Linked DNA regions of Mus musculus: all the other regions are linked to region 1. The links are chromatin contacts, called in public HiChIP or PLAC-seq and promoter capture Hi-C maps. All regions are on one chromosome and are shown on one strand. Each heading gives the region's core, a stretch centred on a gene start, on an enhancer-like site or on the middle of the called end of the contact. The rest is flanking DNA. Distances are from core to core; before and after follow the strand shown. Region 1 holds the start of Zfp395 (zinc finger protein 395). Region 2 overlaps Hmbox1 (homeobox containing 1). Region 3 holds the start of Ccdc25 (coiled-coil domain containing 25). Region 4 overlaps Nuggc (nuclear GTPase, germinal center associated).

Evidence for each region. Promoter capture Hi-C pulls out the DNA fragments that hold promoters and counts their contacts. HiChIP or PLAC-seq counts read pairs in DNA pulled down with a chosen protein or histone mark.
Region 2: a promoter capture Hi-C map of liver shows a contact between it and region 1, with 2.8 times the contacts expected there. The contact joins the enhancer-like site here to the promoter of Zfp395 in region 1. A contact is called at or near these places in 4 of 39 promoter capture datasets (the C10 cell line, liver and pre-B cells), 4 of 484 Hi-C or Micro-C datasets (CD4 T cells, CD8 T cells, the G1E-ER4 cell line and 1 more) and 3 of 115 datasets of contacts at active chromatin or transcription factors (bone marrow-derived macrophages, embryonic stem cells and memory CD8 T cells).
Region 3: a promoter capture Hi-C map of pre-B cells shows a contact between it and region 1. The contact joins the promoter of Ccdc25 here to the promoter of Zfp395 in region 1. A contact is called at or near these places in 8 of 39 promoter capture datasets (the C10 cell line, the HPC-7 cell line, cranial neural crest and 5 more), 5 of 484 Hi-C or Micro-C datasets (B cells, Th1 cells, embryonic stem cells and 2 more), 4 of 115 datasets of contacts at active chromatin or transcription factors (effector CD8 T cells, embryonic stem cells and large pre-B cells) and 1 of 9 other capture datasets (liver).
Region 4: an H3K4me3 HiChIP or PLAC-seq map of the SCID.adh cell line shows a contact between it and region 1, with 9 read pairs. The contact joins the enhancer-like site here to the promoter of Zfp395 in region 1. A contact is called at or near these places in 1 of 39 promoter capture datasets (3T3-L1-derived adipocytes), 2 of 484 Hi-C or Micro-C datasets (the G1E-ER4 cell line and embryonic stem cells), 4 of 115 datasets of contacts at active chromatin or transcription factors (the SCID.adh cell line, embryonic stem cells and pancreatic cancer cells) and 1 of 9 other capture datasets (adipose tissue).

What each region holds. Positions count from the first base shown.
Region 1 is chr14:65,356,201-65,361,195 of GRCm38.p6, reverse strand. Zfp395 (zinc finger protein 395) reads right to left here and starts at 2,520. Exons shown (of 10, transcript NM_199029.2): 1 at 2,441-2,520.
Region 2 is chr14:64,864,487-64,869,481 of GRCm38.p6, reverse strand. All of the region lies in intron 4 of Hmbox1 (homeobox containing 1), which reads left to right. Among named protein-coding and RNA genes, the nearest start is that of Hmbox1, 83 kb to the left of the region's middle. Within about 2 kb of position 2,386, at least 88 of the 459 cell types and tissues checked have an H3K27ac peak or open chromatin away from gene starts, as enhancers often do. A contact at or near this core is called in CD8 T cells, the G1E-ER4 cell line, bone marrow-derived macrophages and 3 more, where this site is marked.
Region 3 is chr14:65,835,097-65,840,091 of GRCm38.p6, reverse strand. It overlaps Ccdc25 (coiled-coil domain containing 25), which reads right to left and starts at 2,790. Exons shown (of 9, transcript NM_145944.5): 1 at 2,608-2,790. The coding sequence starts at 2,635.
Region 4 is chr14:65,622,137-65,627,131 of GRCm38.p6, reverse strand. Nuggc (nuclear GTPase, germinal center associated) reads right to left here. Exons shown (of 19, transcript NM_001195674.2): 11 at 3,866-3,971; 12 at 2,980-3,113. Among named protein-coding and RNA genes, the nearest start is that of Gm30245, 5.3 kb to the right of the region's middle. Within about 2 kb of position 2,446, at least 48 of the 459 cell types and tissues checked have an H3K27ac peak or open chromatin away from gene starts, as enhancers often do. A contact at or near this core is called in 3T3-L1-derived adipocytes, the G1E-ER4 cell line, the SCID.adh cell line and 1 more, where this site is marked.

The DNA of each region.
Region 1 (4,995 bases), core at 1,271-3,770:
AAAAAAATTCAAAAGAGTGCCGGCTCCCTTCTATGCCTTCTCACCAGAATCCTGAGACAGGGTTACTGGATGGGACTGGGATAAACCAGACCCACACAAAAGGTCCTAAATTCCTGTCTTCCTTTAACTGGTCTTGCTGTTCATCCCTCTCTGCACAAACAGTGCAGGAGACTTACATCTCGGTAAAGAGTAAAGTTCAGCACGCAGCAGAGTCTAACATTCTCCTCCAGCAAAGCCCACCCCACTTCCCTCCACCCCCACCCCTGCTTACAATAAATGGCCTCATTTCCCTAGAAGCCCACTCCCCGGCATTGCTCCTCCACATCCAGGGCCAAATCCAGACAGTGTCCAGTAAAAGGTCAAAACAGAAGCCCTGCAGGTCAGACCCTCAGTCCTGCATGGATTCTCTGCTGCTCCTACAACCAAAACAACTGCGAGCTTGTTCCCTGGGTTCCCTGACGGGTCTCCATACACTCTGCTCCAGGGCATAACCTATCAGAGCCACAGTTACTAACACCAACATACCTACTTCCAGATAAAACAAAAGAGACCTCTCTAGGGCCCAAGTGGCAATCATCTTCTCTGCAAAACACACATTTTAGAGTCCGGTTAACAACTACAGCAGCTCCAGGCCCTGGTGTGTGATCAGCTTCCTCCAGGAATTAATTCCTATTCATTTCTTCCCTTCACCCACCCCGTCAACAGATTACTTCAACAGCAGTGTCTTCCAGTAAAACCAAGTCCAAACCCACAGCACTCCAAAAGTGCAACAGGCTACTTCACTGGTCTGTCTCCTAACATCAGATTCAAAACTCTTTACCAATATCCTTGTTACCTCATCCCCTGGTCTACTGTCTTCCCAGTCCACCCTGGATAAAAGTCCAATTCTCAGTCTGACTTTCTAGGACTTTCACAATCTCAGCCACTATTCCTCTCTCTATCTCTTACTGTTCAGGAAACATTCCAGGAGGGCCAAGGCCATCTCCTGGACTCTAGAGAAACCCATATTCATCTCCACTTTGTATCCCATTTTCATAAATCCCATCTTTCAAGGACACATAGCCCAGGCCTGGTAATTCCAGTCCATAGCTCCCTCCCTCCCTGTGACCTCCAACAGCACCCAGTTCTGCACCTGGCATTGTGACAACTAACTGTGCCCCATCTGGAGTCATATTTCACATGCTCAAGTCTTTCTATGTCCTCCAAGAGATTACAAGCCCCGACGGGTGTTATCTATGAGTCTTCTATTGCCTTTCTCACCAAGACAAGCAAGCCCTTGGACATCCTTTTGTAAACTTGTCACCTGTGAACTCCTCCTTCTGACTGAGTCTTGCCAGGGAATTATCCACAGGTGGAAATTATTTCAAACTGAGTTCCGTATTCCCTTCCCCACCTTTATCTCCCATGCCTCCTGTGCCTGAGCCTGCACAGTAACTTTGCAGCCCTTGCACGTTCATTTGCATTTGAGCTCTCAAATCATTTCTCTCTCATAGCTTTCAGAGACATCATCCAGAAAGCTTGGCAGTGGGAAGAGGGCAGAGTGGCTTCTCAGAGGTACCTGTGGGCTAACCAATTTCCTTGTGTTTCACCCTTCCAAAGCAAGAACCTCTATTTACACAACCCCCCTTAGAAGGATGTCCTCAGGCTACAATACCTGTTGATTGCTCAGTTTGAAACAAACTGCTCCACTTTACACCATTCTGTTAAGGGATCTTGCAGAAAGCAGTGAAGAACTATAGATAGCCCCTGTGCCATGGCCTGGCATCATGGGAACCCATGCCTGGTGGAAGTCCTCCAGAACCACAGGAAAGGGAGGGATGGAAAACAGGGCTCCTGCAAGATTGCTGGCAGGTGGGTCTCTTTAGATCTCCAAGAGGGCCCTAAAGTGAAGGTGCAGAGCCTTAACTCCCAGGCAGGAAGCCTTGGAATTGTTTGCCCATGACAAACTCCCTTTGCAGGCCCCCATGGGCCACTCCAGAGGCCCACAGTGCCACGGCCCGGGAGGGACCCGGGGTGAGCCCGGAAGGCTTAGAGCCAAGGGGGCGGCGAAAGGGGCCGCAAGAAGGGGGTTGAGAGAGGGTGTGTCGCGAGGCCAGTCCCGCAGCACGGCACTCTCTGGTTATGGAGAGGGCAGGGGCGCGCATAGCGCAGGGCTGACGGCTCAGCCGGAAAGGGAGCAGGTTAACAGGTCAGTGTGGCCCCGCGAGGCCACTCCCGGCCACCACTCAAAGTTGGGAGGGAGATCGGGCCGTAGGACCCGCGACATAAACAAGGCGACGCGTGAGAGGGAGAGCGGCCACCCCCACCCAGTCACCCCGCCAGCGCCGCAGCAGCCCCGGTCCTGCCCGGGCCGCGCGAGCCTCCCGGGTCTCCCACCCACCCCTGGCTGTCGGCCCCAAACCCGGGCTGCAACCCATGCGAGGTCCCGCGCGCAGCTCACCTCGGCCGGCCACTGACCCAGACAGCTCGGCTCCCTGCAGCGGCCGCGGCCCTGCCCGCCACCGGCGCGGCCCCTGCACTGCGCCGCCTCCCGCGCCGCCGCCTTCGCGCCCACCTGGCCGGCCTGCCCTCCCTCTCCGGGACACTGCGCTCACGTACGCGGCCGCGGCCACAACCCGGCCCGGATTCCCCCGCCCGGGAAGGGAGCGCGCCGAGCCGCTCGCAGCCAGTCCGCCCGCGAGCCAGCCAGACGCAGGGACACACCCCCGGCCACGCGCGCGCACGACTCGCGCGCCCCCAGCCCCAGCCCCGGACGTGCGCGCGCGCGCTCCACACACCCTGCTTGGCGGTACACAGTGGGCGCTCAATAAGTGCTGGAGCGACTCCTCTCACACATGCGCACTTGAACCTGACCGAGTTGTGACCCACTTCCCCAGCCCCCACCCCGAAATCCGAGCGTTCAGCACCACCCGGAACCGAACTAGCGTATCTGCTACCCCCGCGCCTCCTTTTTTTTTTTTTTGACTCCCCCCCCGACCCCCCCCCCAACTGAACTGCAAACCCAACCAAAGTTTCTGGCTGTTGTTTTTCCAGCGCGCCCCAGGGCGGGAAAGGAAGCCAGAAGCTCTAGGCGCCAGGGACAGGAGCTTGGCGAGGGCGACAGGGACCCGAGGCCGGGTAGCGGGAGGCGGCGCGCGAGGGCGGAAGCGCTTGAAAACCCAACCTTTCCATTTCGCTTTGGACCAAGAGTGTTCTTCTCCAGTTTTATGACTTTTATTCGTTTGTAGTTGTAGCGCGAGGCGATGTTTACTGTTTCTGGAATTAAATAGGAGAAAGTTAACTATTAGCCTTCAGCCCTTGTGTAAACAATACCGGTTGCTTTTTGGCACCGTTAGGCTCTGGCTTTTGGATAATTTGTAACAGGGAGAATCGAAGCGGTTCCATTGTGTAGTTCTGTGTTTTTTCTAGATAAGGCCAAGGACAGTGGAGAGGGGTGTGTGCGAATGTCTAAGTGTGTGTGAGTGTGTGTGTGTGTGTGTGTTTACAATCAAATTTAATGAGTAAAAGAGTAATAGCCCCTCCCTTCTCAAAAAAAAAGTTTTAAAATACTTCGAAGTTGCAGTTCACCTCCAATTTTGGACTTCCTGTGTTTCTAGGAGGCCGTGGAGTGTTAGTAGAGCTTGGGAATCACATCCCATTTTAAGAGCTGAGTTAGCATTGGCATCTTTAGCAGGTTCAGCCCTAAACACATCAGCTTCTTGATCTATAAAACAAAGCAGTGTAACTAGAGATAGTGCCTAGCTCACGGCAAATGAAAAACAATATGTCCTGGGAACTGGCAAGAGGGCTCGTGGGTAACACTGCTTGTGACCAAGTCTGATGTCACAAGTTAGAGCCCCAACATGCACAACATAGCGGAGGGAATCAACTCCAGCCCTGTACATACACAATAAATACATTTTAAAAAAATAGTATGTCCTTTTTTCTGCCCTCAACTATTTGTTGAAATAAAATTATCCAACTGGAATCAAAATTCCTACAGGAGATGATTCTCAACTAGGGGTGATTTTTTTTATCCCTAATAATATTAATTTGTCCTTAAAATATCTAGATATATTTTTACTGGTGTTGGGAGGGTGATTTCTCACTGTCATTTAAGCTGCTGAAGGCTAAGTATTCCACCAATATCCTGCTGTGCACAAGACAGCCCCACATGGATGAATTAACTAGTTTCAAATGCCTGCCTTACCTGCTCTAGGATCAGCCTGCCCAGGGTGTAGTTCACCCAAGACTGCTTCTCCCTTTTAATTCTCAACCTCAGGAAAAAGTTCTGTTTCCAGATAAGAATAAAGTGTTATAGGGCATCACATCGGTGACTTTATTTAATACACAAAGCCTTCCCTTAACATGAAGATATGGATTGGAAATGTACACTTTATGATTAAAGGGACATATGCAGTCCATGCATGGCTTTCTGTTCTTGTTCCAGTTGTCCCCAAATGCTTCTGTATAGTCAGTCCCTCCTCTCAAGTCTTTCTTGATCACCCTGAAGTTTGCAATACAGTCTCTGCCCCAAGGAACGCTTGGCCTCCTCACAAGCAGACTGCTGCTCACTCAGAATTGAGCAATACAGAAAACAAAGCACGTAATTGATCATTGTAGCCCAGGGACTAGGGTGTCTGAGACAAGTGAGTCTTCATAGTAAAATCCGGGGCTCCAGAAGTGCTTGTTGAGCTAAATGAAAGTTGTATACACAGAGTAGGTCTCCAGCTGGAGTGTGAGCAACATGGCAAGATTTAAACGGCTAGGCTCTGTAAAGGGATGAGGGTCTGGCTTCGGTTTTTGTTTAACTGTGTTTTCCGAGACAGGATCTTTAGCATTGTAAGTAAGCCTACACTAAGCTTTTTAGATAGACAAGGGTTCTACCACTTCCCAAGAACAGGGGTCACAGGCAGGCACCGACATCCATTTATGTTTCATTGGGAACCAAACCCAGGGCTTCATTCGTGCATACTGGGCAATCATACTGCCAACTGAGCAACATCTCCAGCCCAA
Region 2 (4,995 bases), core at 1,137-3,636, 490 kb after region 1:
TTAAGTGGATACTTTCTAGTATACAAATTTAAACCCCTTGTTATTTGTTATTATAGTTTGAGTTGTTCTTTTGACAGTTGTACTAAGGATTACTCTTAACATGTTAATGTATAATAATTTAGCCCAGATTAATATCAACTTAATTTCAAAACAACTTTGCTCTTACATATAGCTTCATTTTTTCATGTTTTGTGATATTGTTGTCATACACATTGCATACTAATTAATACATGTGTTCATTAACATACAATATGTAATTATATGTTACACTTGCCTTTTCAACAGAATAGTACCAGGTACTTAGAGACTAAAAACATACCATTGTCTTTTCTATTTATGTATGTGGCTTCTTTCTTCTGTGTTGGTCTGCTGTCACTTGCTCCACCACAGCAGCAGCAGGAGGGGATGACAGCAAAGCTGCTCACCTCCCAGAGCCAGGAAGCAGGGAGACCAGAGGGGATGTAGACATTCCAGTGTGCCCCAGTCTTCCAAGCAGGCCTGACCTCTCAGAAGCCATCAGTTATGGGTGTTTTGAGATGCATCCCATAACACCCCTCCTTTTCTGTCTTCAGTGTATTCAAGCTCCTGTCTTCTGCGCTTTCATTATACCCTAGGAAGTCCTTATTTCAGAGACTCCCTGTGGCACTGCCTTGCATTCCTCAGGCAGTGTTCTAAGTATCCTTCCCATGGCTTCTCAGAGGAACCTACTCTCAGCCCTAGTGAGCACACCTTGTACATAATCCTTCTTTTCCCTCTCTTACTTTTACTTCTTATCTTTGATTTTAAAGCATTTTTATTACAGTTTTGCTTATTTTGCATGCATGGGTGGAGGCACATGTATGCTGTAGCTTATGAGTGGAGATCAGAAGGCATCTTGTGGGAATTGGTCTCTCCTTCCACCATATCTGTTGAACTTAGGCTCTCTGACTTGGTGGCACCTCTATGTGCTATTGCTTTATGGTACTTGTAGGTGTGAAATTTTGAGTTAACATACATGATGATCACTAGGCACCTTAAAAATGTTAAGATTTTTTCATCAAAATTCCCGTGATTTTAGCCATTATTTTCTCAAAATCTTCTTTATTTACGTTGGTGTGTCCTAAGAGTCTCACCTGTATTTGGCATGTGTGGTGGTATCCCATGTGTTTATGAAGCTTTGCTTTGTAGTACTCCTTCTTGTCTTCTGTTCCCATAAGTCATCTCAGCTGACCTTTGCAATGCGGTGATGAATGCTTCTGCGACTTCTTATTTGCTATGGAACCCTACCAGCAAACTTTTCGTTTCATTTATACTTTTGTACTCCAAAATTTCTGTCTAGTTCTTCCATATAATTGTCTCTGTTGATAGTTTTTATAGGATAAGCCATTTTTCTCATCCTTTTCTGTAGCTTTTTAGACGGTTCCTATGTTGAGTAAGTCTGCTATCCCAGTTACTGTAAGGACACATCTTCCTGTGGTTGTATTGTGTTTGTTATGGTGTGTTGTTTGGCTGTTTGATCGATTGCAGGCAGTGTCTCGCTCTGTAGCCTCAGCTGGCTTTGAACGCTTGCTACTCTTTCTCCCTCAGCCTCCTGAGGATTCGGGCCTGAGTCACCATGACTAGCTTCCAGGCCAATTTTGATTGATTCTTCTTTTTAAAGACATATTTACTAATAGTGTGTGTGTGTGTGGGGGGGGGTGATGATGTGATGTGCACCCTCATGGAGGCCTGTTGTTGGATCCCTGGAACTGGAGTTCCAGGTGATCGAGAGCTGCCGTGTAGGTGCTGCATGGTGAGCCCTTGATAGTTTGCACAGCCTTGAAAAGGGTGACTTTGAGAGCATACTTGTCAGTGCCTTTATAGAAGTTGTCTTGCTTTCCTTTCACAGAGGCATGCCATCGGTAGAGATTCTTGCTGTGCCCTTCCCACTCACTTTACTGCAGCTGCACAGATCCTGAAGGAACAGTGACCCCAATTTATCTCTGTAAATGTATTGTCCTCCAAATATGTAACGGATACAGACCCTCAAGTGGATAAGGCCTGGCTAACCCAGCACCAGTCAACTTGAACTAGTAAGAAGAACTCCATGTGAGATAGTGCCAACAAGAATTAAGCTGAAAATGCAAAAATTATGTATAGACTGAAATCAGAACCAAGAAAGGGCAGGAAGAGAACTATATTTTGAGTCATACCATGATCACACACATGCACATTTTTCAAAACTCATTGTATACATATGAGAATAAACCTTTGTAGAATATACCTCAGTTTACAACAAATATATAGGGCTTCAAAGTCAGAAAATTGGGGAATGAGAAAATCTTGAATCCATTTAAACCTAGCCCTGAGTAAGTTGTGGTGGAGACTCTGGGTCAGGACCAAATGAAAGTGAAACTAAAAATCAGAAGTTAATGTGAAGATTACAGTAAAGACAGAGGTCCCAGAGCGAGTGAGTGTGTGTGGCTTCCTCATCTGTTGCTGCATAAAATTTTATCCCAGAATTTATTAGCATCTTGAAACATAAGCCTCTAGTATTCCAGACAATATACATCAGAAATGCAGAAGCAGCTTTGCCAGGTCAGTTAAGCTTTAGCTTAAAAACTAAATCTAACTCCCTCTTCCAGCCTCCATGGACATCAGGCACACACACGTGTGGACATACATCATTCATACACACAACAGAAAATGTAAAAAGAATAGTCAATAAAAAGTCACCGTGAAGCTGGTCCAATGACTCAGCTCTAACCCCAGCACTCAGGAGGCTGAGGGAGAAGGAGCAGCAAGCGTTCAAAGCCAGCTCAGGCTACAGAGTGAGACATGCCTGCCATGGAGCAAACAGCACAAGACAGAGCTAGAGGTCTCCTGAGGTTGCTGTCTCCTGGGTTAAGAGAGGAATTGGATGAACATTGTGCATGGTGGAGAAAGTCAGTCTCTTACTATGTGTATGCTCTTTAAAAGTTTATGTGTTACATGTATTGGGAAGGTCTTATGCATCCATACCAAACAAACAAGAATGATTCTAAGGTAATAAATAAGAAAGTGGTGGAAAAAAAGTATTTTCTTATGTGTGTTCAACATACTTGAATTTTTATAGAGAATATATAATTAGAATATAATTATAATGTGGCACTCAAAAGCACTAAAATAGGAAGCTTAAGTGTGGGAGACAAGCTTGAGGCACATAGTGACTTCCAGGCCAGCCAGGGCTATCTAGTGAGACTCTGGCTCAAATATAACAAAACATATCTAAACATAGCTCTGATTGAGGTAGAAAATTGCTAAAGGACTTTGAAAATTGCTGAACGTTCATAAGGATTTTGTATTTTGTAGTTCTGAGATGGCCTGTTGGGGCCATCAGAGTCGTTACGGTTGTTCAGGTAAAAGAGGCTGAACAGGGGAGTGATGACTAGAAGAAAGAGCTTTGGTAAAAATGCAAGCTTTAGGGGAGGGAGTGGGTGAGAGGTTAAGCTGAGCTAACTCCTATAGGAAGATGAGCAGATGAGGGGGGAGGATAATGGATTAGGCTTACTGTGTTGGTCTATGAGAAATTCTCATTAAAGTTGCCTAGCCAGTGGTTTCCAAGAACAGGCTGTGCCCTGAGAGTCTCTTGCATTTACATGACATTTTAAATCATTGTTGATAATTACGATGATCAAAGAAAGAGGCTTAAATATGGAATCCCAGTGGCCACTAATGAGTAGAAAGCTAACATAGCACCTGGAGCCAAAATGATCATGCTCTGGAGGGGCTGTGTCCCTCATTCCAAGGTGAAGAGCCAGTAGGTTGTGGCAGGAAACAAAACATGGAGAGGAATCCAGAGTCCAGTGTTGAGATTTAGAAGGCTGGGTTCTAGTTGAGAGCCCTCTAGTGGAGGAAGCGTGGTGTGTAAACTCCAGAGAGGAGTCAGTAAAGCTGACGTTCACAAGACATTATGGATGCCAGCTAAAGACTACCTCCAACCACTTTGGATATAAGGGGCTTACTTTCTCACTGGAAAGAAATTAAGCAGGGCTTAGTTTTAGTCGGTGTATGTAAATTATATGAAACTTTGCCTTTGCTTCTGCCCTACAAGAGGTAGAAAAGAGGTTTTTGAAGATCTGAAACTTTTCCCAAGAATTTCTTCCACAGCAGGGAAGAGACTATCTGGAATTTTCTCCCAAGGGAAGTAGCAGAGCTGGCAGACAGTGCAGAGAAGCTTCGAGGACCTGAATGTCAAGTCCCACAGAGCTCCCAGAGCAGCCGCGATTGTGGGTCAAGGACCCTAGAGGAAAGTCATTTCTGAGTGTGACATTTGCTGTTTATTCAACTGTTTTGCAATGCCTCTTCTGGAAATGGCTTGGTTAACTGGTTCATTTTCTGCATTTATTGTCCGAATCCAAGGTGAGTCAGGAAGACAGCCTGTATTGCCTGCTCCTCCCTTTGTTTCATTGCATTCATTATTATACAGAGAGAAATGTGTGTGACATTTTTAAGTCCGTCACATGCTTACCTCAGAGTAAAATTGCAGACAAAAAGCAGAAGTGGACTTCTTTTTATAAGTCTTCATTTACTTTAATTGCACTGTTTCTAAAAGAACGAACAGAAACTAAAATATTCAGTGTCAAAAGCCAGGCATTAAAACATTTATAGAAAGATTGAGAAAGTTTTAGTGGTAGAAATGTAGGGAAAATTTACATTTATAGTGTGCATCTGTAAGCTTTTGATATATTTAGATATAAATGTAATACAGGGCATATAAAGTTATATTCATAAAAGCATATACTTTATGTATCAAGGGCATCTTCCCATATTAACATATGTTAATTAAATATATAGTATTAAATATATATAATCTTTGAGTTTTAAAAAATTTGTGGGGACCTTTTTAAATATGTATAGTAGGTGACAACTCAATGACTTTCATAAAGTATAGATATCCACATTACCACCTTCCGTATCAGTAAAGAACATCACTGGCCACTACATAAACCATCATCCTTGACCTTTTTCCTGCATGGGTACCAGTATGCTGATTTA
Region 3 (4,995 bases), core at 1,541-4,040, 480 kb before region 1:
TGCTTTCCTCCTTTTCAAGAAAATATCTCTATTTTTAAATTTCTCTTAAGGGATAAAGTTTAATGGCAATTTCCAGCTCAGCCCTATACTTTTGCCTTCTTCAACGATAATGACAATAATGACAACAACAACAACCATTCCCCATAATGAACAACAATCTCTTCTACAAACATTTAAAAACAGATCCCTACACATGGGAGACAGAGGCAGGTGGATCTCTGAGTTTGAGGTCAGCCAGGTTTACAGAGTGCGTTCCAGGACAGCCAGGGCTACACAAAGAAACCCTGTCTCAAAACAACTATATAAAAACGTGTGTCTATGTGTGTGTGCATAGTATATGTAATGAATATAATGTATTCTTAAAACTTAGCTAGCTGGCATTGCTTATATCTCATTGTGCTACGATGGTGGATGCCCTGTTCCACTCAGGGGAACCACAGTTCTCAAACTTCTCCAAACACTGGCTCTAACGCCCTCCAGCTACCTCAAACAAGCTAAATCCTAGTTTTTACATTGAAGTAATGAGCATTTTGTTGCTTAGAAAGCTTTCCTTAATCTTGATTCTAAAGTACAAGATTAGGACTGAAAGAACTAGGTACACACCCTACCAAAACTTGCTGGACCCTAAATGGAGCTAAATTTGTGAGATGGTGTTCAGTCTACAAAGCACAAGACCTGGTAGATAGAAACAGAGTTGGCTGGAGAGTCTGTACCCCTGAGCAGAACACACACAGGGCAGTGATGGTGTTGTATGCCTATAGTCCCAGCATTTGAGTGGGAGAAGGGTCTGGAATTCATGCTGTCCTTAGCTACGGAGGCTGGCTTAGGGCAGTCTGGTCTATCTGAGACTGACAAAAAACAAAAAACAAATAAAAGTTAAGAGACCATACATTCGCTGGGCGGTGGTGGCGCACGCCTTTAATCCCAGCACTCGGGAGGCAGAGGCAAGCGGATTTCTGAGTTCGAGGCCAGCCTGGTCTATATCTATAGAGTGAGTTCCAAGACAGCCAGGGCTACACAGAGAAACCCTGTCTCGAAAAATGCAAGAGAGAGAGAGAGAGAGAGAGAGAGAGAGAGAGAGAGAGAGAGAGGAGGGGTGGAGGGAGGGACCAAGGGACCATACATTTAGAAGGCCAGGGAGTTTCTGCCCCCACCTCCTGGATCACAGGATTCCAGGAGTGGACCACATACTCAGTTTCTGTGGTATTAGAGATCAAACCCCAGACTTCAGGAATACTAGACAAACACTCTAACTCAAACAACTGTCTGTCACTCCAGTTCCAGGGGATCTATCATCCTCTTCTGGCCTTGATAGGCACTAGGCACACAAGTAGTATGTAGATGCGCATGTAGGAAAAATACCTACAGACATAAAATAATTTTTAGAAGTAGCATGGCTACAAAAAAGAAAAACAAACAAACACCTCACACTGAAGGACGCTTCACAAAATAATGCTTCAGTTAAAAGTATCATGAAAGGCTAGGTAGTACATGCCTTTAATCCCGGCACTGGGGAGGCAGAGCAGAGGGTAGCATGAATTCAAAGCCAGCCTGATCTACACTGTGAGTTCTAGGCCAGCCAAGGGCTACATAATGAGATCCTGTCTCAAAAATAAACAAACTAAAAAGTACTAAGAGACAAAACCACCAAACAATAACTCCAGATCTGGGGACCTAGAAAGTAATGCCAACGTCAGGGAGCCTTCAGGCAGGAGAGTCTATGTTTGAAGCAACCTGAGCCACTCACTGTCTCAAGAAGGGGCAAAAATCAACACAGCAGCCAACTGTGTAAGTAGGGCACTATGCTAAGGAGACAAGACAGACTGCCCCTCAAGAGACCTGCCCGGTAGCTCAAGCAGACACCTTTTAATACCACATGAGAGCAGTCCTAAAGGAATGTTAAGGGGGGTCCAGAAAGAAATGCATATTTTATCTTGACGAGGAAACTGGGTCTCACACAGTGTCTTCAAAAAGGCAAGCGCTATTTTAATGGGGTGAGAGTTTAAAATTAGAAATTGATTCTGGACAATATGGGCAGAGAAACTAAGTTGACGCGGCATTTCCTGGAAACCGAAACAGCTCTTTCTGGCCTTCCAAAACCAACCCAGTAGCCTTAGCAGACGTCCACTGGACCATCACCTCTGCCCAGGGAGGGGCTGTACTAACATTCCAGCCCTCCGATTGCTCTCCGCGGCACCCCAGGCCCTCCCTGCGTAGGAGGGCAAGCTACTCTTCCTGCAGGAGACATCTGCTGGCACCTGTCGCACTGGTCAAGCATCGCTCCAAGGTGCGGGCAGAACGCTAGGGCAAAGGCTTGCGACGGGGACGTGGGGGACTAGGCTGGAACGCACACACGTCCAGGAAGCGTTGGCGGGTCTGTCAAGTGGGGACGAGAATGATTACCGGGTATAAAGAAAGCGGGGGCGCATTCCCGCCGCGACCACCGGGGCCAGGGGACGACCAGGCAGCCGAGGGGACGGCCAAGCAGGGAACCAGAAGGCTCTGGGAGAGGTGCCCGCGGAAGGACGCGGTTCAGGACTAAGTCCAAGCCCAGCGCGGCGGCTGGGGAATGCCGGCTTTGGAAGCAGGGGCCCCGGCGTCACTCACCGCTGCTGCTGGTGAAGTAGAACACCATGATCCTGGTAGAAGAGTGGCGACTCCTACTCAAAACGCGAAGCTTGAGATACCGCCGGCGCGAGGGTGAGCCGGCTTCCAGGCTCTCCTCAGGACACTTCCGGCGGACGTGCCGTCGCGTCACAACGCCGTCCTGTCAGCGCCATCTTTAGTCCTGGCGAAGGGAAGGGTGTTGGCGGAAGAGCAGGTGTCCCGGGGATTTTGAGGATTCCGCTCAAGCGTCTGGTTGAAAGAAATTAGCTGGGGAAATACATCTTGTTTGAAGTCATAAAGAAAAAATACTAAGGGCAGACTTTATTTTCAGAGGCTCTACTAAGTGGACACGAGAGTTGGTCATCGCTTTTTATGTCTTCCCACTCAACCCAATATGGGCTCCATGCGTGCAGAAACTGCCTTTTTCATGCATGGTTAAGGGTCCCTGTAACCATTTCCTCAGGAGGCACTCAGTAAGAACCAATTTTTTTAAAAGATTTATTTATTATTATACGTAAGTACACTGTAGCTGTCTTTAGACACACCAGAAGAGGACATCAGATCTCATTACGGACGATAGTGAGCCACCATGTGGTTGCTGGGTTTTGAACTCCGGGCCTTCGGAAGAGCAGTCAGTGCTCTTTCTTACCCACTGAGCCATCTAACCAGCCCCAAGAACCAATTTTTAAATAAACTCATTCTCCCATTACTTGACATAGGTGAGGGTTTTGTTGTGTTTTTTGTTTGTTGACTTGACCAAACTAGTCAGAATAGAGTTAGGTAATGTTCATCAAACCCTATCTAAGCCTGAGATGGCCTCAGCAAGAATACAAGATGGAAGAAATGCTGCACTGTCTTGCCCAGTCAAACAATGAACTAAATTGCATCGAGGACAGAAGGTTCTCAAATGAATTGTTACTGTTACTACCCAGAGACACTCTCCTTTTTTGGGATTCCGAGTAGGGCTATTTTTTGTTCCTTTAAATCTAATGTCTGCTCCTTATTACCTACAAGACTGAACAAATACCAAACTTCTGAAGTTCAGAACCTCTTGCTATAAATTTACAAAATTCCACAGCCTTCCTAGGTTTGACTTGGAAGTTTTTCTTATTTCTGATAAAGAAAAAATATGAGAGTCCATTTCGGGCTGTATCCCTCCAACAAGCTCCAAAAGTCAGACCACACAAAAGGGCTACAGAAAAGGAGTTTTACCGTCCCTGGAGAGCCTAGTCTTTCATAGAGCAGGAAATTCTAGGCAAGTAGAACCTGATGGTAAAAATGTCCCCTCTTTGGCTTTAACTCTCTCAAAAGAAGAAACTAGCCAGAGTCTCCCACTAAGCAGTTTCCACTATTGTTCTAATTCTTTCACTTTACAAAACCCACTATCATTCTGGGTTTCCTGGTGCTGGTCAATGTTGTAGGCTATCCACCAGAGAAGACTGCTCCAACATGGGTTTAAACCAATAGAAAGTCTTTTTTAGTTGGCCGGATACTACACTGGATGTTTGGGATCCCAGTGCAACATTTTCTCAGTCTTTCCTCAGGGTGAGCTTTTAAACACACAAAAAAACATGTTCTGGGTTGACATTCCTCAGTTAACAAGAACTACAGAAGTCAGAAAGCAAGCTTAGTGCATTTAGAGACTTTCCCAGAACTATGGACTCTGATGGATTAGATCTTTGTTTTCATTTTGACAGGTCTATGTGCTGAGTTTTATAGCCTGAATGACACTTTCATCATGGAGTCAGTTCTGTTAAGGTCTGGGCCCTATTACAACAGGAGGCAGAGTTGTAGCAGAGTTTGAAGTAGTGAGGCCTCCGATTCAAAGACATCTTCCTCAACAAAACATACTGTTCTACCATTGCCTAGTAGAAACCTTATTCTACCTTGTAAAAGAGTAGCTGACTCACTCATGATTCCTGCAAATAGCCAATAATATGTTAGCCATTTGTCAATTCATTCCAGCCAGCTTTGTTCTATGAAGAAGGACATCCATCGCTTAGACTTATTTAGAACTAGACATTGAAAGAACCTAGTTGACACGCAAACTTTATATGCCCCAGTACAGGGGAACGCCAGGGCCAAAAAGGGGGAGTGGGTGGGTAGGGGAGTGGGGGTGGGTGGGTATGGGGGACTTTTGGTATAGCATTGGAAATGTAAATGAGCTAAATACCTAATAAAAAATGGAAAAAAAAAAAGAAAGAACCTAGTGGGGAAACCCCGACTCAGCTCCCAATTCAGCGTGCACCCAAGAATCACGAATAGAACACAACACCTTGATGTAACAACACGGGTATTTTAATGGCGGAGCTCCGGTATCTCACACAGGAGACAGTGGCTTGGAAGCTAGGGGTTTTTATAGAAAAGGAGTGGGACTGGGGGAGGAAT
Region 4 (4,995 bases), core at 1,197-3,696, 270 kb before region 1:
TTACAGTTGCACAGGCAGAGTGTGAGACAACCCAGGGGCTTTCCAAATTAACTCCTGTTCAGGCAGAGTGTGAGACAACCCTGGGGCTTTCCAAATTAACTCCTGTTCAGGCAGAGTGTGAGACAACCCAGGGGCCTCTGTAACTTATTCCTGCTCGCGCAAAGTGTGAGACAACCCAGAAGCCTTCCTAAAGTACTCCTGCTCCGGCAAAGTGTGAGACAACCCAGGGGCCTTCGTACCTTAATCCTGCTCAGGCAAAGTGTGAGAAAACCCTGGGGTCTTCCTAACTTACAATTGCACAGGCAGACTGTGAGATAACCCAGGGGCCTTCTTAACTTACACTCTGCTCAGACAGAGTGTGAGATAACCCTCTGGCGGTCCTAATATATAAACAGGCAGATTGTGAGACAACCCTGGGGCCTTCCTAATTTACAGTAGCACAGGCAGACTGTGAAACAAACCAGGGGCCTTCCTAACTTACACCCTGCTCAGGCAGAGTGTGAGACAACCCTGGGGCCTTCCTAACTTACAGTGCACAGGCAGACTGTGAGACAACCCAGGGGCCTTCCTAACTTACACGCTTCTCAGGCAGAGTTTGAGACAAACCTGGGGCCTTCCTTCCTTCCAACTGGACAGGCAGAGTATGAGACACCCCTGGGATCTTCCTAACTTACTCCATCTCAGGCAGAGTGTGAGACAACCCAGGGACCTTCCAAAATTACACTTGCTCAGGCAGAGTGTGAGACAACCTTGGGGCCTTCATAACTTACAGTTGCACAGGCAGACTGTGAGACAACCCAGGGACTTCCTACTTACACTCTGGTCAGGCAGAGTGTGAGAAAACCCTGAGGCCTTATTAACTTACTCCTGCTCAGGCAGAGTGTGAGACAACCCTGAGGCATTCCTAACTTACACCTGCATATGCAGAGTGTGAGACAACCCTGGGGCCTTCCTAAATTACAGTTGCACAGGAAGACTGTGAGACAACCCAGGGGCCTTCCTAACTTATACTCTGCCCAGGCAGAGTATTAGATAACCCTGGGGGCTTCCAAACTTACACCTGCACAGGCATAGTGTGAGACAACCCAGGGGCCTTCCTAAATAATACTCTAATCAGGCAGAGTATTAGACACCCCTGGGGGCTTCCTAACTTACTCCTGCACAGGCATAGTGTGAGACAACCCAGGGGCCTTCCTAACTTATACTCTAATCAGGCAGAGTATTAGACAACCCTGGGCCTTCCTAACTTACACCTGCACAGGCAGAGTGAGAGACAACCCAGGGGTCTTCCTAACTTACAGTTGCACAGGCAGACTCTGAGACAACCCAGGGGACTTTCTAACTTACACTCTGCTCATGTTTCGTTTGAGACAACACTGGGACCTTCCTAACTTACTCCTGCTCAGGCAGAGTGTGAGACAACCCTGGGCCTTCCTAACTTACAGTTGTACAGGCAGATTCTGAGACAACCCAGAGACCTTCCTAAATCATACTCTAATCAGGCAGAGTATTAGACAACCCTGGGCCTTCCTAACTTACACCTGCACAGGCAGAGTGAGAGACAACCCAGGGGCCTTCCTACCTTACTCCTGCTCAGGCAGAGTGTGAGACAACCCTGGGGCCTTCCAAACTTTCAGTTGCACAGGCAGAGTCTGAGACAACCCAGAGACCTTCCTAAATCATACTCTAATCAGGCAGAGTATTAGACAACCCTGGGCCTTCCTAACTTACACCTGCACAGGCAGAGTGAGAGACAACCCAGGGGCCTTCCTACCTTACTCCTGCTCAGGCAAAGTGTGAGACAACCCTGGGGCCTTCCTATCTTACTCCTGATCAGGCAGAGTGTGAGACAACCCTGGGGCCTTCCTAACTTACTCCTGCTCAGGCAGAGTGTGAGACAACCCTGGGGCCTTCCAAACTTTCAGTTGCACAGGCAGAGTCTGAGACAACCCAGAGACCTTCCTAAATCATACTCTAATCAGGCAGAGTATTAGACAACCCTGGGCCTTCCTAACTTACACCTGCACAGGCAGAGTGAGAGACAACCCAGGGGTCTTCCTAACTTACAGTTGCACAGGCAGACTCTGAGACAACCCAGGGGACTTTCTAACTCATACTCTGCTCATGTTTTGTTTGAGACAACACTGGGACCTTCCTAACTTACTCCTGCTCAGGCAGAGTGTGAGACAACCCTGGGGCCTTCCAAACTTACAGTTGTACAGGCAGAGTCTGAGACAACCCAGAGACCTTCCTAAATCATACTCTAATCAGGCAGAGTATTAGACAACCCTGGGGCCTTCCTAACTTACACCTGCACAGGCAGAGTGAGAGACAACCCAGGGGCCTTCCTAACTTACAGTTTTACAGGCAGAGTATGAGATAACCCTGGGGACCTACTAACATACTACTGCTCAGGCAGAGTGTGAGACTACCCTGGGGCCTCCCTTCCTTACACCTGCCCAGGCAGAGTGTGAGACAATGCAGGGCCCTTCCCAACTTACTCTGCTCAGGCAGAGTGTGAGACGACCCTGGGACCTTCCTAACTTACACCCTGCTCAGGCAGAGTGTGAGACAACCCTGGGGGCTTCCTAACTTTCTCCTGCTCAGGCAGAGTGTGAGACAACCCTGGGGCCTTCCTAACTTACTCCTGCTCAGGCAGAGTGTGAGACGACCCTGGGGCCTTCCTAACTTACACCCTGCACAGGCAGAGTGTGAGACAACCCTGGGGCCTTCCTAACATAATCCTGCTCAGGCAGAGTGTGAGACAACCCTGGGGCCTTCCTAACTTACAGTTGCACAGGCAGAGTGTGAGACAACCCAGGAGCCTTCCTAACTTACACTCTGATCAAGCAGAGTGAGACAAACCTAGGGCCTTTCTAACTTTACACCTGCACAGGCAGAGTGTGAGACAACACTGGGGCCTTCCTAACTAACAGTTTCACAGGCAGAGTATGAGACAACCCAGGGGGCCTTCCTTACCAGCAGGCTTTCCTCCGTGTTTAACGTGTCTGTGAGAAGCAATAGGCCAAAGGCTTCTGTGACGTACTTGGTCACCAGCCTCCTCTTCTTGTCCAAGATCCTTTTCCTAATATATTCTCTTAACTTGGGGATCTCTGCAATTCAAAACCAGCACAAATAATATCGAAACATTTGTCACAATAGAATTCATAAAGGAAGTCAATGAAACAGTTGCCCTGAGTTGGGGAACTTGTTGTACTTCTGCTTTAAGCATCATTCATTCACCCATATGTACATCTGTTAAGACCTGTGCAGCCATAGTCCCTGTTAGTCTTAGGCTAAAACCCAACTTAAACCCTCATCTAGTTACCAAGAGCACTCAGATACGCATGGGTCTCAAGATTCTCAGCTTTCCTTTGTGCTCAGGGCCAAGACACTCTCAGTCTGGTTTTCCCTTTCATCTTTGCACATGGGGATTATTGGCTCTTCATTTAGACTCAAAAATATTCAGAGAAAGGAACCATGGCCTTCTATTTTCTCCGCCTCCCAGAAACACATGTGATATACATCTGTTAACGATGCCTGATGCTAATAGCTGGGTACTGAAGAATCACAAGCCACACACCAAGGAAATGACAACCCAATGCCTTGACTTTTACTCTTACTAACTCTGGTAAAATTTGGATGAGAGAAAAATTTTGGTCTCAGACACACAATGCAAGGAGGAAAAAAGTGATTATATGTGCACACAGACACGCAGCACAAAATACATGCTCATAGGTATAAACACTGTAGTTAAGTGGGAATAAAACTTTGCTACGGCAAGAGAATTTCTAGAGCAGGGTGCTTAGAGCGCCAAGCCTATTCTTTCAGATGTTAGTGTTTGAGGTTAAAAAATAGAAATTACCACTTTCTTCCTCAGTCAGGATGGTCCGCTGCCAGTACTCATGGGCACTGACCGTGTACACCAGATCTGAGGCTTCCAGAACCTTGGAGTCAGCTGGCAGTTTTCTCTGCAGCAGGGGAGACATGTAGAGAGCAGAATAGGTCAAGTGTGGGCAAAGAAGCACCACAGAAGCCCCAAGGGAACTCTCAGCAAACTCACTGAGTGCCTTAGGGAGCAGATATGAAGTGTGTGTGTGTGTGTGTGTGTGTGTGTGTGTGTGTGTGTGTGTGTGTGTGTGTGCGTGCGTGCGTGTGTGTACACGCACTTGTGCACAAACACATGCATGTCGAGGTCAGGGGTCGACGTTAAATATGTTCCTTAATTACTTTCCCCATTGTTAGGATTACGATCAGGATTAGGATTACTATCGAAGTCTGAACCCGAAGTGCACAGATTTGGGTATAGTGGTTGGCAGCGTGCCTCAGGCCAGGATTTCAGGCACCCACTATCACTCTCAGCTTTTTATGTGGGTGCTGGGGGATCTGAAGCCAGGACCTCCTATTTGCATAGTAAGGACTTTACCAAGTAAGCCACCTCCCCAGTCAAAATTATTTCTATTGTTAAGTGTTGCCAGCTGTCCACTATTAGCAAGGTCACAAAGAAACTGATCTCTGGACAATATTCTCTTAACTGTGAAATTAAGGTTTCAATTATAGCAGGAAACGCATAGCAAAAATTACTCAAATGTAAGCACGCAGAAGAGGATCCTGTTTAGAAAAAAATGAATGTTCATAAGTAACGTGGGATTGGGGGTGGAGCTCAGCAGTGGAGTGTGGCTTTAGCATGTGTGAGGCCCTGGGCAAAGACCCAGAACCTAACGCTGAAAGCACAAAAGTATGTATTGTTGGCAGTGGTCACTGGAACCACCAGATTCCCGCTCCTGAGCGCTGGCTGTCATGTGCCTTCCCGCCTCTGCCTGAGTGGGGTGGGCAGATACACTTAAGATGCTGGAGGTGCTCAGAGCACCCCCACAGAGTACATAGTGCAAATCAGAAGGGTGAGGTGCTACTGTTTTGTTTTGTTCTAAACAACTGGTTTTAAAACATTTCCCAGCACAAAGGCTGGCAAAGAAATGTCCTATAAAAAACAAA